Regions from separate parts of the Astyanax mexicanus genome. Here region 2 is linked to region 1. Evidence: chromatin contacts called from public Hi-C data. All regions are on one chromosome and are shown on one strand. Each heading gives the region's core, a stretch centred on a gene start, on an enhancer-like site or on the middle of the called end of the contact. The rest is flanking DNA. Distances are from core to core; before and after follow the strand shown. Region 1 overlaps arhgef12b (Rho guanine nucleotide exchange factor (GEF) 12b). Region 2 holds the start of arhgef12b (Rho guanine nucleotide exchange factor (GEF) 12b).

The links. A called contact is a pair of places that touch in the nucleus more often than the background predicts.
Region 2: a contact with region 1 is called in a Hi-C map of muscle, with 7 times the contacts expected there. The contact joins the promoter of arhgef12b here to the enhancer-like site in region 1. A contact is called at or near these places in 3 of 3 Hi-C or Micro-C datasets (blood and muscle).

The regions. Positions count from the first base shown.
Region 1 is chr1:27,417,835-27,421,628 of AstMex3_surface, forward strand. arhgef12b (Rho guanine nucleotide exchange factor (GEF) 12b) reads right to left here. Exons shown (of 41, transcript XM_049475620.1): 12 at 3,691-3,794; 13 at 3,308-3,406; 14 at 2,430-2,540; 15 at 36-134. Among protein-coding and RNA genes, the nearest start is that of LOC125799286, 5.5 kb to the left of the region's middle. Within about 2 kb of position 1,932, the one cell type or tissue checked has an H3K27ac peak away from gene starts, as active enhancers do.
Region 2 is chr1:27,482,445-27,486,238 of AstMex3_surface, forward strand. It overlaps arhgef12b (Rho guanine nucleotide exchange factor (GEF) 12b), which reads right to left and starts at 1,748. Exons shown (of 41, transcript XM_049475620.1): 1 at 1-1,748. tlcd5b (TLC domain containing 5b) reads right to left here. Exons shown (of 4, transcript XM_007245268.4): 4 at 2,513-3,794.

The DNA of each region.
Region 1 (3,794 bases), core at 682-3,181:
TATGATGGTATGCATCATGTGTGTGTTAGGCTCACCGCTGTTCTGTCCATGAAAGCGGTGTGGATTTCTGTGAACAACCGCCGTGTGTCTTTGGAGTTGCTCTGCTTGTAGAGCTCGGCGTAGAGGTAGCAAAGCTGTAGAAAGGGAACACGAACAGACAAGACACTTTAATGTAAGACTTACCATAGCTCCACACAACACCAGGTCATAATACATACAATCCAGATAAGGCTGTATAACATGCAACCCAGTTATGAGTATTTTAGGGGTGTTATGCAAAAATACAGATGTCCGAGTTAATCTTGGATTTGATTTACTTTGTCCAAAATCAAAATTAGGTTTGAGTGGCTTAAAATAAGAATGAAATCAATCAAATATTATTTAACAATGAATGATTTAAGGGGTCATTTAAGCGATGCCATTGAACACCAAGTTTTGGCTTCATAAAGAACCATGTTCATGAAAGATGTGAGTTTAAAAAACTTTTTAAATAGTCTATTCAGTATTTATAGGCAAGGAGGGTGTTCTGATGTGACAAGTCACACATGGTATCAAAAAGCATGGGCTTCCTTTGTAACCATACCTTTTAAACATTCATTTTAATATAAGATATAAATATATATATATATATATACATAAATATATATATATATATATATATAAATATATATATATATATATATATATATATATATATATATGATTCTAAGATAGCCAGACAAGCTTATCCAGAGCACTGATTTCCCCAAATCAAACTGACATGCAAATATTACACTATGGAGTGTGCCAGTGTAGGCATAGTGATGTCAAGTTTACAAAATAAGTAATTATCTTTTTTTGTCATTTTACCAATGTCTGAATGTTTAATGTATTTTTCGGCTGATTAATGCATTTAGCTACTTCAGGTTGTAGCAACTGCTGTAACAGATGTTTAAAAACATGCATACACAGCTTGTCTATGCCCTGTAGAGAAGTACTGTCAATCAAATAGTGCCGGTTTTAGCAAATAAACATGACCCTAATGCCAGACATGGGCTATAGATGTATTAAGCCCCCTGGTTTTGAGCTCAGGAGCACTAGAATTGTGTTCTCTCTAACGATGGAATGATGGCGCTGCATCCAACAATTGCAGGATGTATTGGGGAGTTTGGGATGAGATGGGATGGTAATCACTCAACCTTGTGAATGCTTTTGTCGCTGAATGCAATCAGATTCTCACAGCTATGCTTTAAAATCTAGAAAAAAAGCCTTCCCTGGGCAGTAGAGACAGTTAAATCAACAGTACCCTTGATTTTGGAAGAAACAACTAATAGGCATGTTTTGCAATGAACAAGTCCCTTAAAGTGTTATTTTATAGTTGTACTATACAACATAACACTGTTTTCTATATATTCTGACTTATAAAGCTTATTGGTCTGATGCATAGAACCTCCAACCCTGTGATCGATATTTCAGTGTTCTATTCACTGACTCCGGTGGCACTGACCCCATGATATAGCAACAAGATGCAACATAAACAACTGATTAAAATTTCTGAATTGCCCAGTTCTGTCAACTATACATGCACTTTGACTAGACCAGACTGAGTGTGGTAAATTGCTCTTATTCCTCAGAGGAGAAGACAAAAGGAAGACACAAGGAAAATAAAAGACACCATGGGAATGCAGAGCAATGCTTCAATATGACCTTACACTCTCCCTGCAATAACTGCACATACAATGATTTCACTGAAAATGCATGGATGTTGCTAACCCATTTCACTAAAGCCAGCAGCAAAGGCAATTTCAGAGAGACTAGCCCGAGGTTCATTCGATTTAGAGGCTCAAAAGGAGGGCGAGATTACACCTCAAGCACCATGACTAAATCTCATGGGGCAGTCAAGAGTTTAGACACAGTATGGGGTCAGCGTGTCCCTTTCATGAACTGATAAATAAGGGGCTGCTGGTCCACCGGGGCAGCCAAGTATACATTAGAAATAGAGAGGGTCTTGACCTTATACAGCAGCTTCTTTAAGAACCATGACAGTATCATACAGAGACCTCTATTAAACATATATACAATTTTTTATTTATTCAATGCAATATAAACTATGCAATGACTATTTATTTTGAACATTAAATGTTGTTTGTTACAAAAAAGCAGGCATTCAAACAGGAAAAAAACTGAATGCCTACCTCATTAAGATGTATTGATTATATAGATTTTTTTGACTATCAAATCCTAGTAAGACATTTGACCCTCAATAATGAGGTAAGTTTCAATTTATTTTTAAAATCTACTGACTGACTCAACTGATCACACTATTCACAAATTCTGTATTATCTGTTTCAATTATATAATGCAAGATTATGCAACAGTCAACATGGACAACTGGCCATTCATCAAAACCAACAGTGAAAGGAGATATCTGGAGGGTTGGTGAGTCATACCAGTGGTGCAGGGTCAAACTGAGAGACCACATGATGCAGGAAGGCTGCGAGGTGAGCAGGCCGAGACTTTAACAGCTCTATGGTCTGAAAACAGCTACATTGGCCATTCATCTGAGAAGCAAAATAGAGAGAAAACATTAGCAATTAAGCACAGTAAGAAAATTAGTACAAGTCACCTTACTTAAGCCCTGTAATCATTATGGTCGACTCTGTTTTTTTGCAGTTGATTAATCAATACACATTATATTGCATGCACTGTGCATGCCTAAATTTCCTTTGGGATAAATAAAGTATCTATCTATCTGTCTGTCTGTCTATCATATTAGAATTATACTGTCACACACAAACATTGTATCTTATAAATGGCAATTTGGCAGAAATGAAAAAAAAAAAAAAACTTAAAATGTTCAATGAAAGTCAAAAGATAAAATATTTGATGCAAACAGGGTTCCCACTTTTGTTAGAAAAACATTTTACAGGACATGTCCAGGACGTACATATATGACAGCATACAAATACATACAAATCAGCTTATTAAAAGAAATTCTTTATAAATTGTTTTTACTGTGTATCTTTTACTGTGTATCAGTGGCTAAAATATACAATATATTAAATATTAGATATAGGAATCTTGACAAACTTTAAATATGTATAAAAAAGTTTAAAAAAACAAAACAATATATTATACAATATTTTAAGTATGACATAATTATGTAGCACATGTACATTTTTAGATTTATTTAAACTTTGTGTGCTTTTGTATGTGTATATGTTCACATAGATGTCAATTTTGCTGTTCGTCAAATGTACAGAATCATGTTTATTCCCTTCATACATAAAAAAAGAACACATAGAAGAGTACAATGCCAAAAAAAGACCTGCTCTTGCTCAGTGTCAAAGTCATCATCCTCAGCACCGATGATCTGTGGTGCTAGGCGGGATAAGGGACTGCTCATGTTGCCATGGGAGTTGATGTCCTGCCGAAGCAAAGAGTCACTGATTAATAGTGCAGAAAACTACAAAACAGTATGCCATTAGTATGTCATATTGTACATCATTACTATACTGGCCATAACAACACTAATAACATTGGTTATGGAAGTGTTTGAAATGTAAATCACAATTAAATGCATTCAACTGCTCTCATCAAACAATCACAGGATTCTGGAAGCAGCTTACACACATTGTGCATGTTACCCTGATGCCAATAAACAAAACAGCAATATGGTGTTTGTCCATGTGGTGCACTACTTTCACTCACCATATCGGGCGTGTCTTCAGCGTCAGGAGACGGGCAGGAGGTGAGGCTGTCTCTGGGAGTCTTTGGGCTCTGGCATGGAGTGTCTCTTTGGTATGGGCTTTCAG
Region 2 (3,794 bases), core at 498-2,997, 64 kb after region 1:
TGTCTTGGGTTTCTTCCGCTCTTATCCAACTAGCATTTTACCGAAGTAAAACACACTTGGGTCCGGAGAAAACTGAGATGTTTGATGGGAAGTACAATCCAGCCAGTGCGTGAGCGTACGTTTGGGGGAAACGTGGAAAGAAAAAGTATCCAGCTAGTTTGTCAGGCGTTCTTTGCTTTAGTAGTAGCAGTATGTCATTAGATGTTTCCCATTGAACACGGAGATAGAAACAAGTTGTGGGCATTCATTCAGTAGTCCTCACACTATGGAGAAGAAAGAGCAGCTGCCCAGCCTAGTCATGCAAACATGTGCCTGTTCGTGTCTGTTAGTCGCCTTAATAATGTTAAAGGCGTGCTGTAAATGTGGCGCATAGTTTGGTCTTGCTTTGCCGTTTCCCTTCAAGACGAGTGTGGCACCACTTTGGGTTAGCTGGCTAGCCTAGCAAGGCAAGCTAACCTAGCTCACAACTTCCAGGACAGAAACAGGACAGGGCAGACAGGCTTCTCCTAACCCTGGCTAACCACTGTAGCCTCTGAAGACACTACAAAAAACTAGACCTGGCAAAGTATTTTTCTGTCAAATTTGGGTCTCTTTCTGTCTGAATATATTCCTGAACGTTAGTAACTAGTGTTAACTAACGAACTATTTAACCTCACAGCCTTTCTAGCCGCGACCCTCCTCTAAACTGAGAATTCCCACACTGAGCCACAATGCCTATCTATCTGTGACTCCACTGGGTGAACTAATAACAACACGTTTGCTTTCTCGTGTTGAAGCCACTGCTTCGCGGCTGTGTCTGTGCAAAAATATACAGCTATGGCACTAATCTATCGCTCCACTTCGTTCTGAGTGAACTAGCTATACTCAAAACAATAATTTGGCGAATGTGTCGAATTTGTCAGGCCCCTCGCTCTCTCTCTTTCTCTGTCGCTTAAACGGCATGGGACTTCCCCCCTCTCTCAGAAAGAATGTGTTGAGCTAATTCTTCTCCTCTCTCCTTTGTAACCTAGCTGTTAAAACTGCAAAACTACCACAACAACTGCTTCAAAACATCCAGCAAATCGAAAGTTCCAGCTAACGTTACATTGTAAGTTTAATTTTTTCCACAGAATTCCCAAATTCCTCACTTTGCCTGTTTAACTAGTTATTTTTTCCACAGCAAGGAAAAAAAGAACTGGAACTGAGTGGAAAAAAAACTTTAGCTATGCTAGTTAGTTAACTAGTTAACTAACGTTACAACCCCCTGGATGTCAACTAGAGCTCGAGCTCTGCTCGGAACGACTTCGCTCCTGACTAACGGTCGCGTTAGCTAAAATAACGACATGTTTATTTAAAAAGCCCAAAACCCGTCCGACACATATCTGACCAAAAATACTCCGTCCCCCCTCTCTTTAGTAGGTTATCTATCTTCACGCGGCTGTAAACTCCCTCTGTAGTCATTTGGTCAGTTAGTTTGTTAGTTAGTTTAGCTGGTCAGGTCCTTCCCCTCCTTGTCTCCATGTTTTTCGAAATTCACTAGTTTTCCCCTCGCCTTCCTCTTCTTTTTCGCCCCAAAAAACACGCTGCTCGACAGTCCCGGCGGCTCAATACCCCACAGGAGACGTGTTCCGCGTACGCTGACACGAATGTCAAATTTCAGCAGGAGTCAAATAAAAAAGCGACGAGGAAAAACCTGTAAAATCCACATAATTCCTGACTTTCGGCAAAATTTACATCCACCGGATTCCTGCGCTCTGGAAGCAGTTCACTCCCTTTTGGGGTGTATCCTTCCGCAGTAGGCGCTATCGCCGCCCATGTACTGCGGCTGTTACTGGCCATTCACTCATATCTAGAGCTGGCAGACAGTCACTCACAGACAGACAGACAGACAGACCGTAGTAGTATACGCTACGTATAACTAAGTGTGAAGGAATGAATGTAACGTTATATTTCAATAGATTAATGCACGTTTTAGCCCACTTCTGTTTATTTCTTGTTTATTAACGTAAGTAGCGGTAACTAAACTGTAGTTTTGTAGTTTTAAATAAAGTTCCTACATTACTTAAACAATTATATAATATACAGCTCTGGAAAAAAAATAAGAGGCCACTTCAGTTTCTTTGATTTTGCTATTTATAGGTATATGTTTGAGTAAAATGAACATTGTTATTTTATTCATTTTAATAAAGTTTTAGGAATTCAGAAATCAATATTTGGTGTAATAACCCTGTTTTTTAAATTACAGTTTTTTATGCATCTTGGCATGTTCTCCTCCACCAGTCTTACACATTGTTTTTGGATAACTTCATGACACTACTGGTGCAAAAATTCAAGCAGTTCAGCTTGGTTTGGTGGCTTGTGATCATCCATCTTCCTCTTGATTATATTTCAGAGGTCTTAAATTAGGTAAAATCAAAGAAACTCTTTATTTTTAAGTGGTCTCTTATTTTTTTCAGAGCTGTATTTATGTGCAGACGTATATGATAATGACACTTTTATTGTATTGAATTTTTATGTATTTAAGGCACTGGCACCTCCTGCAAAAACTTTATTAGTGTTTTTGAAGAGACGTATACAGAGAACAATCACGCCATCTGGTGGTTCCCACTGAAAAAGACAATATAAGAACTCAACTCACCGACCACTCCACTTCTACTCACTGGCCACTCACTATTGCTGTCTGAACAAAACAAATGCTGACTTGATGCCTTGCTGTCCACACTGACTCACTTTAAATGCAGTGTAATAATGAAGGTCTCTGTGTCTAAATCAAACCAAAAAAAATGAAACACTATATTCTGATGATTTCAAGATATCAACTGCTTACTGCTCATACTACATATGAGTGCTTAGCTGTGTGATCATTAGCTATTATCATTTTCACCCAATAAAACATTGATTCAGACAAGACTGGTTTGCTTTCTGCCTCAGAATCCTGCCTAAGTAGGCAGCATTTCTTACATTTCAGACACAGACTATACAGTATATGCGCTCTAGAATATAGGTAACACTATATTATATCAGCCCCCCTCCACCTTATTCAGCACTGGTCAATCTCTAACCACAGGACTACTGTCGAACAGATATAATTTAGGTTCACCACCAAGCTAAGAGCACTGTGGTCAGAAAAAGCATCATATCAGCATTTTTTATGGCCTTTTCATAAGCAGTTATAGCAAAAATGTTCATAAAGCATCAACTAAACAGCAAGCAAAAAATAGAAATTACATCAGTGTATCACTGGACACTCTAAATCACTACATTTACAGTTAAAAAATGAAAAATTACTTTGATAGGCAACTTCTTGGCTGCTTTACAATCCCTTTCAAAACCAGCCACAGACAACATGACACAAAAAAATATAAAATGAAGCATGTAAAACAACTGGCAACATTGAGGGCTTAGGCTAAATCACAAGTATAATAATTCACAAGTCATTTTATCTTATAAACATCAGATTGTAGCAAATAATCCATTATTCAGTTATTAAAAAGTGTAAAGAAATGGATTTCAGTATTATGGCCATTGTGGAATTATGAATATGTGAAAGTAGATCGTTCAGTAGGCCTGACATTAATATTGTTTAACCAATGGTATAAGCCAATATTGATGAACTTTGTTTTTAACGGTATCAGCAAATCCAGAAAATGCACTCATAATAACATCAATTTTTGGAACGTAAGACATCTATGCTAGTGAGAAAGTCAATGCAAGTCACCCCTGTTTAACTATCTGACAATAATACTGGCTGAACTGGTGAATCTGAGTACAAACCATAATATACAAGGCCATAATATTTATTATACTATATTATA